Linked DNA regions of Sus scrofa: region 1 is linked to region 2. The links are chromatin contacts, called in public HiChIP or PLAC-seq maps. All regions are on one chromosome and are shown on one strand. The core of a region is the stretch at or near the end of the contact, and the rest is flanking DNA. Distances in the headings are between cores, read along the strand shown.

Region 1 (4,953 bases), core at 1,410-3,909, 150 kb before region 2:
TCAGAAGGCGCCATTTAACAAGTTCCTCAGAGGATGTGTATGCACATCGAAGTTTGAAAACCACTAAGATTTCTTGAGGAAGAAGACTTCTAAAGGCATTGATGAACAAGAGGGGAAAGGTAAGGCAAGCCTCAGGTAGTTCCCCAAGGGAATAGGACAGGCTGGGGAGAAATAGAGTTTATTTGTTAGCACCCTGGATTGAATGCGTGAAGGAGCAGACAGGTTGATTGGCTGGGAGCCTTGAGACCAGCAATATGAATAGCACAGGTGGGCCTGAAGTCGCCATGCGGGCCCTCGTCGCTACCGCTATCATTCACCACCAGCTCCACCATTCCCCACCCTATCCTCATTCGCCCCAATCTCCCACTCCAGGCCTTCTCCAGACTTTAACTCTCAATAGCCAGGCTAGCTCGACCTCGCCTAGTTCAGTTCGATTTGGCCTAGTTCGGTTGCTAAGGCCTGGAGCTTCCCGGTTGCTGGGGGAGGGGAGGGAAATGATGTCACGTCCAGAAGGCGGGCTAACCAGACCTCTCCCTCCTCCCGATTGGTTGCCGGGAACTTGAGTAGATTCGCTTTCACGCGGGCTCCAGGGTTAGCCGTTAGTGTCTCTCCTCAGCTGTCCCCTGCTCCCCCTGACCGTCCTCTCCGCCCGAAGCAAAACTCTAATGACAGTGCTCAGTAGAGCTTAGCTTCGGAAGGAGAGGTGATTCGAATGGTCGGGCTACCGCCACCAGGAGAGGCACTTCGGCCGCCCAGGTACTTTTTGACTCGCTCGGGTATCCGTAGTTGGGACAGTGGCTCAAGCCGCGGGAATTGTGGAACTTATAGTTCGAATTAGTTCGGGGTTGGGAGGTAGGCTCGAATCCGACAGAGATTTTGAGGAGGGGGGAAAAAAAAGAGAGAACTTTAAGGACCGGAGGCCTGGATCCCAGAAGGACAGAAAAGAAGTCTAAATAAGATTCCTGCCAATAGCATTGTTTTGATTTTTTTTTCTTTTTTAATCAGGTGCTGATCTGAATCTGATCCATACCTTTCTGACCAAAACTGTTTACCCACGGTGGAAGGGACTGGGTACCCAAATGGAGACGCCACCAGTCAGTCCACTGGGAGAGAAGAACATTTCTCAACCGCAACAACGATGGAAAAAGAACTCCCAGAAGATCCTTGATTCAACTACTCAGATTAGGCAGCAGCCCCAAGACCCTTCTACTGAACTTCTTGAGGGGAGAGTGAGCCCAGATCCAGCCGGCCAAATTCTAGAAAATCTTCAAGAAATTGAAAAGCTGGCCGTTGGACGTGAAGGAGATTCTGATAAATCTCATGGACCAGCCAGTGAGATGCCAGAGCCCCTTCAAGCTTCTGAACTCTGGTACTGCCCCGATGGGAGCTTTGTCAAAAAGATCCTAATCCATGGCCACGGCTTGGACAAACCCAAGCTGGGCTCCCGCTGCCGGGTACAGGTTTTGGGATTTCCTTTGGGGTCAGGGCTGCCAGAGGGCTGGACAGAGCTAACTATGGGGTTAGGCCCATGGAGGGAGGAAACTTGGGGAGAGCTTGTAGAGAAGTGCTTGGAGTCCATGTGTCAAGGTGAGGAGGCAGAACTTCAGCTCCCTGGGCGCTCTGGACCTCCTGTCAGGCTCAAACTGGCCTCCTTCACTCAAGGCCGGGACTCCTGGGAGCTAGAGCCCACCGAAAAGGAGGCCCTGGCCAGGGAAGAACGTGCACGGGGCACAGAATTATTTAGAGCTGGGAACCCTGAAGGGGCTGCCCGATGCTATGGACGGGCTCTTCGGCTGCTGCTGACTTTACCTCCACCTGGCTCTCCAGAACGAACTGTCCTTCATGCCAATCTGGCTGCCTGTCAGTTGCTGCTAGGGCAGCCCCATTTGGCAGCCCAGAGCTGTGACCGGGTGCTGGAGCGGGAGCCTGGCCATTTAAAGGCCTTGTACCGAAGGGGGGTTGCCCAGGCTGCTCTTGGGAACCTGGACAAAGCAACTGCTGACCTCAAGAAAGTGCTGGCAGTAGACCCCAAAAATCGGGCAGCCCAGGAGGAGCTGGGAAAGGTGATCATTCAAGGGAAGAAACAAGATGCAGGACTGGCTCAGGGACTGCGCAAGATGTTTGGCTAATTAAAAGTTAAACCTTAAAAGAGACAGGAACCTGTGAATTGTGGTCTATGTTGTGAGTTTTGGGGGGAGGGGCCAGTGGGAGGATTTCACCCACATACTTTTACCAGCTTTTGCCTTCCTAGGGAAGGTAGCAGTGGTCTTAGTGTATGTACCTCTTTACCGTTTTACCATGAAAAAGCCTTATGGTCACGTGTGGTATATTTTGCGGGGCTTATCTATCTCCAAAGATGAACACAAGCTATCTAAACTTCTAAATTCAGTACTGTTTGGGGGAGACGGCGAACCTTCAAAACCCGGTACCTACGTTTCCTAGGCGCTTTCAGGCTGGGTCCGGCTTGGCGCACGCGCAAACTTCACTGCCTGGTATTGCGGAGGTGCTAGCCTCCGGGGCGCTCCTATTGGCCGGTCCTATACAGCCACCGCCTATATTGTCTCACGTGCTCAATACCCAGGTCTCTTACTGGTTGGGAGAGCTTCCGGGGCGTTCCCCCACTTTTGAGGAGCCAGCCGATTAGTTGATGATGGGAGAGGCGGGCCTTGGGAACTGTCTCGTGGTTGGGGGGTGGGGGGGAAAGATGGCGGAGCTGATGCTCCTCAGCGAGATTGCGGACCCGACGCGTTTTTTCACCGACAACTTGCTGAGCCCGGAGGACTGGGGTGTGCGGAGTGAGGCCTCGGGGAGGGGAGGGGGCTGTGGCATATTGTGCCCCTGAGGCACGCAGGAGGAAGCGGAGGCCCAAAGAGGAAGGCTGGACAGATACGGAATCCATCATTCTGAGGAAGGCGGAACAGGGGGGCTGGTGGTGCTTTCGGGGAGATGCGGGAGTTGGGGCAGACCTCCCCTCCCTGCGGAAATATGGAGTTGTTCCGGGGTCGGGGAAGGAGGGGCTGGAGTTCTCTGGCTGGATCACTTTTCAAGTGGGCGGGCGGTGGATCTGGCCGCGCAGAGGCAGTGAGCGACGGGGCGAGGGCTGTTGTGGGGTTCCGAAGGCTGCGCTAGCGGACGACTCCGCTGACCCTCCGCCCCTCTTGCAGACAGCACCTTGTACGCCGGCCTGGATGAAGTGGCCGAGGAGCCGACGCAGCTTTTCCGTTGCCCGGAGGAAGATGTCCCGGTATCGCTCCCCGGGCCTTGGCCTTGACTCTTACCCTTGGTGGGTGGAAGTGGTCTCAGAACTGGGGCTTATCCCCAGGCCAGAGCTCATCCGGAGCCATCCCTTCAGCCTCACACTCCTGCCATCTAATACCCTCTCCTGTTCAGTTTGGCAGCAGCTCCCTGGACTTGGGGATGGATGTCAGCCCTCCCGAACCCCCCTGGGACCCTCTGCCTATCTTCCCAGGTAAGATACCCTTTGTGATTCCCTCATCCTTTCAGAAACCGTTATCTTCCCATTGTTTCCCAGCAACTATGCAGTTCCTCGTTTTCTCACACGAGTGCCCGTGTACTCCCCCCTTTTGATCTCTTATGTGTGCTCCTTCCTCCTCACCCCAGTGAGGGGCTCTTACCCCATGTCCTTGGGTACTTTTCAAACTTTTGTCAGGCTCTGCTTCCCGGTTATTTTCTTACTCTTTTCCCCCCAGATCTTCAGGTGAAGTCTGAGCCATCCTCCCCCTGCTCTTCCTCCTCCCTCAGCTCTGAAGCATCACATCTTTCCACAGAGCCCTCCAGCCAGGTGAGAGAGTCTTGTCCCTCCTACTTTCTGTGGCAGGGACTCTCCTCCCATCCCTTCACCTATAGATGCTGGTGGAATGATTTGTGTGTTATGAGTCCCGGTTGGGGGGGGGGGCTTCTTTTGTGCATTTGCAATTTCTTTCATATCCTCATTTTCACATCACCACTCTGGTTGTCTAGAACTGAAGATGGAGTTTCTTTTTTTTTTTTTCTGTCTTTTGTCCTTTTTAGGGCCGCACCTGCAGCATATGGAGGTTCCCAGGCTAAGGGTCTAATTGGAACTGTAGCCGCCGGCCTACGTGAGAGCCACAGCAATGCCAGATCTGAGCGTGTCTGTGATCTACACCACAGCTCATGGCAACACCAGATCCTCAATCCACTGAGCGAGGCCGGGGATCGAACCTGCTACCTCATGGCTCCTAATCAGATTCGTTTCCACTGCGCCACAATGGGAACTCTGGAGTTTCTGATACACAGAAATAGGTGGCAGACATGGTGGGGCTGAGAAGAAAAGGATTGTTAACTCCTGAGTATTCTGGAACTGTTTTGCTTTTGCTTTTAGGGCTGCATGTGGGGCATATGGAAGTTCCCAGGCTAGAGGTTGAATCAGAGCTGCACCTGCCGGCCTACACCACAGCCACAGCAGCTCGGAATCTGAGCTGCATCTGTGACCTACACGGCAGCTTATGGCCACATCAGATCCTTAACCCACTGGGCAAGGCCAGGGATTGAACCCGCATCCTCATGGATACTAGTTGGGTTCATTACAACTGAGCCACAATAGGAACTCCTCTGGAACTGTTCTTGACGCAATTGTCCACTCTAAGGCAGTATTTGAAATATGAGACTTTGTCACCTCCCCCAAGAATAAAGTAGAAAGGGAGAACAAGGGGCCGGGGGCAGCTTAGGGAGAATGGTGAATACCATTCAAACCAGAATGTCAAGTAATGGGTGGCTTCTTAGCGCTAAAGCTCTTGTTCTTGCTCTTACCCTCAACGTGTCCTTTGTTTTCTTTCCTTGTTTCTGTCCCCCCTGCTTCACCCTCACTCTTACCCAGGCTTCTGGTGTAGGGGAGGTGCTGGTTGTGAAGACAGAGTCCTTGGCGCCCCCACTCTGCCTTCTGGGAGATGATCCAACATCCCCTTTTGAAAC
Region 2 (5,095 bases), core at 1,953-4,452:
CACTCTCGCTCCATAGACCCCGTCAGCACCAGATTCGAGGAGCAGCGGTACCTGACCTTGTCCCCAGGGCCGAAGCGAGACCCTGTCCGCACTGCACCCACAGAAATGCCAGGGTCTGGGCAGTGGCTGGCTGCAAGAAACAAAGTGAGAAGGAGGTGAGTAGGGACCGGCCTGCTCAGCCTCTGGGTGCTCTGCTCACCACCCTCTCCCTCCAGGCTTTTCCTCCTCTCCCACAGCTGTGCCTCCCAGGCGCGTGGATGGAAAACCTGAAGTAGGGGAAAGTGTAGAACTCAGTGGCCTCCAGGGTCAGCTAAAGCATCCCAGTCCCAACCCAGAGACTCTGCCTACAAGGGTTCCAGAGCCTCAGGGAGGATGTTGGCTGAAGAGCCCAACCCCGCCACAGAGAACATTTGCAAACAATGAGACATCTCCACCCACCCATCAGAATGGCTAAAACTAAAAAGGATAAAACAATGGGTCATTCCAAGTGTCAGAGATGATGTGGGACAAACAGAGCTGTTACAGTTACTGGAGTGTCAGTCCATAAACACTTTGCAGCCTCCACCAAGAGAAAACAGGTGCCAACCTGTGCCCCAGTAATTCCATTCCTAGATAATATGCTTGAGAGAAGTAAGTGTCCATATGCACCCAGAGTCACGTACAAGGACATTCATAGAGTTTTACTCATAATAACCAAAAATTGGAACTGGTCCGAATGCCCATCAACAGGAGAACACATAGATAAACTGTAATATATTCATATACTGGAATTACATGGCAATAAAAAATAACCAACCGCTGAGACTCAGCAAAACACGGACACATCTCACAAGCAGAAAGTTGAATAAAGGAGGCCAAATGCGAAAGAGCACAAGCTGTCTGATTCCACTTGTGGGAGGTGTAAGAAGAAGCTAAAAGAATCCATGGAGGCAGAAGTCAGAGGAGAGGCTACCTTGTGGGAGAGGACAGAGGGGCGCCTCCTGGGATGGTGGATGCTCAGTCATGGGTGTGATTAATCATGGGCAGATACACAAGTACAAATACTTCAAATTTGTACACTTTAGGAGTTCCCCGGCAGCCTAGCAGTTAAAGATCTAGCATTTTCACTTCTATGGCTCGGGTTCATTCCCAGGGCTGGGAACTTCTGCATGCCATGGGTACAACCAGAAAAAAAAAAAAAAAAAAAAAGATTTGTACACTTTAGGTAGATTAAATCCCAATTTTCAAATAAATTGTATTTATGTTTCAATAAATGGCTATTGCCAAAGAATCAAGAACATTAATAGGGAGCCAACATCTGGGGAGAAGTGGAGGTGTGGTCCTGCCATCTCATGTACCCTGAGTCTTCTGTATTATGAACTCAGAACTGTGATCCAGGAAGCTCCCCAAACCCACAGACAAATGTGGCACCAGGAAATCCCAGGAACCCCGATTCTGTCAAGGAGAGCCCCCTGTCTTTCACAGGGGCAGTAATGACCATGACAAAAGTATACGTGGTACTTCGCAGATTCCAAGAGCTGTTCCAGATGCAACTCACTCGATCCACACAGCAAGCCCATGCAGTTGATACCCTCACCATCTCCATGTTACAGGTGTGCAGGCTGAGACACCAAGAGGTTAAATAACCTGCCCAAAGGTTGTCAAATGAGTCAGAGCTGGGCTTGGAACCCAAACAGGCTCCAGGGACAAGGCACCTGAGCACAACACTCAATGCCATGTAGCACATCCTTCCTGCAGAAGCCCAGGTGGCCTGAATACCAGTCTGACCTTGAGGCATTTGGAAAAGCTGGACAGAGCATGTGGAGCCTTTATGTTGGATCTGAAGCTTAGCAGCAACTGCCTTGGGCCAGGATACCCACCGGCCGGAAATGTATGATTTATAGACCCCAATTTACCAAAACCCAGGAATATGATTTTGGCACCAGAAATACCAAGGCCTCTGTCCCCACAGAGGCTCCCCGGGCACACATCCGACTCCCGGGAGACCCCCGCTGCTATGCAGTCACCTGTCAGGGCACTCACCGCCGTTATCACACACAGCCGTCTCCCCATCCCACATGCCATTGGGGCGACACTGCCGCACGGGCGAGCCCCGCAGCGTGAAGCCGTCCTCACACTCGAAGGTCAGGTTGCCGCCCACAGGATGGGACCCCAGCCGCGGGGTGTACACGCCGTTCTCAAAGGAAACAGGGGCTGGACAGCGAACAGCTAGAGGGAAAGGGGGCATGAGAATACAGGAACGGATGGATAACACCCTGGCTGGATACCATGTGGGTGACACTCAACTTGGATGCATGGAAATTGCCAACTAGTTGTCAAAATGATAGGTTGATGCCTGTGAAATTGCTACATTTGGCAATTGGTTGAATTTTGGCAATTTCACACAATTCAGCCTAATGGATTGATAAGCACCGCTTTTCTCAGTCCCCTGAGGGCCATGGCCACCCCAGCACCTCCCCTGGTGTCCTCAGATGTCCCGTGAGCGAGTAACTAGAGGGGCGACGCCTGGCACAACAGGGGGCTCCAGGACCATTGAGCATCCATTCTGGATGGAGTGTAGTCAACTGTTAAATATTTTAAAATATCATCCTGGCTTTTGTACCCCACCATCACTATCAGAGCCTGCCTCTGATCGCCTTGCTATGGGCTGTTGACATGGTCCCCACTCTTTTGAAAATCCCCGTGGAAAAGCAGCTTTGCATCCCATCTGGTCAGGTTAAGCACCACCCCAAGCAATTCCTAAATAGAAATCCTGGGGTGGCCGCTGGCAGGGAGCCTCACGTTTGCAGACTGGCTTTGTTGACCGGGTGGCTCTCGGGATCTGCCACTGTCCGTTGCTGTTGCACAGTCTTGATGCCACCGGGAATGGGTAATAGCCCAGGGGGCAGGAGTAGGTGAGGATACTCCCAGGTGCCCAGCCATTACTGAGGGTGAAACTGCCCCCTGCGATATTCACGTTCTGAGGGCAGGAGGGAGCGGCTGTCGCTAAGCCTGTGGGCACGAGGGCATGACACAGAAATGGAGAAAAGAAGGAAGGCACAGATGAGAAAAGGAAACTCAGTCTGGGTGGCACCAGCCTCACCCACGAGACCCCAGCATCCTCCCCTCCCCTGTTCCTACCTGGGTACAGGGGCAGCAGGCAAAGGACGACCATCAGTGGGTCCATGGTGTCTACCTTAGGGACAGGGAGCAGCAGGGAGCCGCGAGGGGGAAAGGTCATCTGACTTCCCGAAACCCAGAGCTGGCTCACAGCTGCTTCATCTGCTGCCAGAGAAAGAAAACGAGGGAGTGGCAAGAGGGAACGTTCTCTGGTTCGGGAAAAAATAATCGGATCGGGGACTGAGCTGAGGGGGTGAAACTTTGCCCTGTCTCCGTAATCCCAGCACATCCACGGAGTCAGTTGATCGGCATCACAGACACTGTGGACGGCTCCCACTCCACCCCCACACAGACACACATGCACACACATTCTCGCAGGAATAGTCTAAAGCACACAAGCCCTCGAACCATCCAAGATATTGCAAAACATTTTATTTAAGTAAAGTTTCAGTTTTCTTTTGGTTTCACCATGTGAATTTTACTTCCTCAGAGTCTAGGATAGTATTGTCTTCTTGAACATAAACTCCTGAGAGATTAAGATTAATTTTCTTTGAGGAGTTCCCATCGTGTTCAGTGGAAACCAATCTGACTAGTATCCATGGGACGTAGGTTCGATCTCTGGCCTCGCTCAGTGGGTTAACAGTCCAGCGTTGCTGTGAGCTGGGGTGTAGGTCATGGACGTGGTTTGAATCCAGCATTGCTGTGGCTTGTATCTGGTTCTGCTGTGGCTGTGGCGCAGGCTGACAGCTGTGGCTCCTATTTGCCCCCTAGCCTGGGAACCTCCGTATGCTGTGAGTACAGCCCTAAAAACCAATAACAATAATAATCATAATTTTCTTTGAAATTCTTTTTTTTTTTGATAGGCAAGAAATAGATTTATTAGGAAAGGACACTTGTGAGAGATGCAAGCGGGCAAAGGGAAGGAGGCTCTGCTAATGTGAAGTTCTTGCTACCTACGAGGATTCACCACCTTTTTTTTTTAGGATTCACCATCTTTTTCTTCCCTCCACCCCTTCGCCAGAGAGCATCTAGGGATAAAAATGAAATCAACGCTTTGTTTAGAAACTGGAAAAATGTTGAGACTATCTTTACGGAAAGTCCAGCAGATAAAAATCCCCTACTTATAGATAAACCCATGTTTGATTAACAGAAGCATGAAAGTACTTTTGGATCTGGGATGTGCCTTTAAATGACAGCCTGCATTTTGCATGAAATGAAGGAAGCAAAGAAACTCCAGGCTAGTAGGTTAGCCTTCCCATCCCTCAGAGGTCTCTTTAATATTTGTCCAACAATGCCGATGCAAGAAAATAAGATCAATCAAAGAGGACTTCCTGTTGTGGCAGAGCAGAAATGAATCCCACTAGACTCCATGCGAATGCAGTTTCCATCTCTGGCCTTGCCGTGAATTGTGGTGTAGGTCGAAGATGTGACTTGGAGCCCACGTTGCTGTGGCTGTGGTGTAGGTCAGCAGTATAGCTCCAATTAGACCCCAGCCTGAGAATTTCCATATGCCGTGGGTGCGGCCCTAAAAAGAAAAAAAAAAATCAATCAAAGGTGAAGATGAAACATATCTGAAGTGAATACTTAAGTTTATGAAAACTCTTTTTTTTTTTTTTTTTTTTTTTTTTTTTTTTTTAGGGCCACACCCGCGGCATGTGGAAATTCCCAGGCTAGGGGTCAAATCGGAGCTGTAGCTGCTGGCTTACCCCACAGCCACAGCAACGTGGGATCTGAGCCTTGTCTGCCACCTACACTACAGCTCATGGCAATGCTGGGTCCTTAACCCACTGAGTGAGGCCAGGGGTTGAACCTGCATCCACATGGATACTAGTTGGGTTCACCATGTAACCTACTGAGCCACCGCGGGAACTCCCCTTTGTTGTTTTAATGTACCGAATTACCACTACTGTAAGAAAAAAAATACCACCCCAAATATGAGGGCTTAAAAAAAATGATTTATTCTTTCTCATGATTCTGTGGGTTAGCCAGGTGGTTC

What was found. HiChIP or PLAC-seq counts read pairs in DNA pulled down with a chosen protein or histone mark.
Region 1: an H3K27ac HiChIP or PLAC-seq map of alveolar macrophages shows a contact between it and region 2. The contact joins the promoter of ATF6B here to the promoter of C2 in region 2. A contact is called at or near these places in 1 of 5 promoter capture datasets (liver) and 1 of 2 datasets of contacts at active chromatin or transcription factors (alveolar macrophages).

The regions. Positions count from the first base shown.
Region 1 is chr7:24,169,437-24,174,389 of Sscrofa11.1, reverse strand. ATF6B (activating transcription factor 6 beta) reads left to right here and starts at 2,659. Exons shown (of 18, transcript NM_001123103.1): 1 at 2,659-2,786; 2 at 3,165-3,244; 3 at 3,391-3,469; 4 at 3,711-3,802; 5 at 4,859-4,953. The coding sequence starts at 2,705. It overlaps FKBPL (FK506 binding protein like), which reads left to right and starts at 1,080. Exons shown (of 1, transcript NM_001128485.1): 1 at 1,080-2,129. The coding sequence starts at 1,080. The coding sequence ends at 2,129.
Region 2 is chr7:24,018,697-24,023,791 of Sscrofa11.1, reverse strand. It overlaps C2 (complement C2), which reads right to left and starts at 3,202. Exons shown (of 18, transcript NM_001101815.1): 1 at 3,121-3,202; 2 at 2,782-2,991; 3 at 2,023-2,208; 4 at 1-130. The coding sequence starts at 3,166.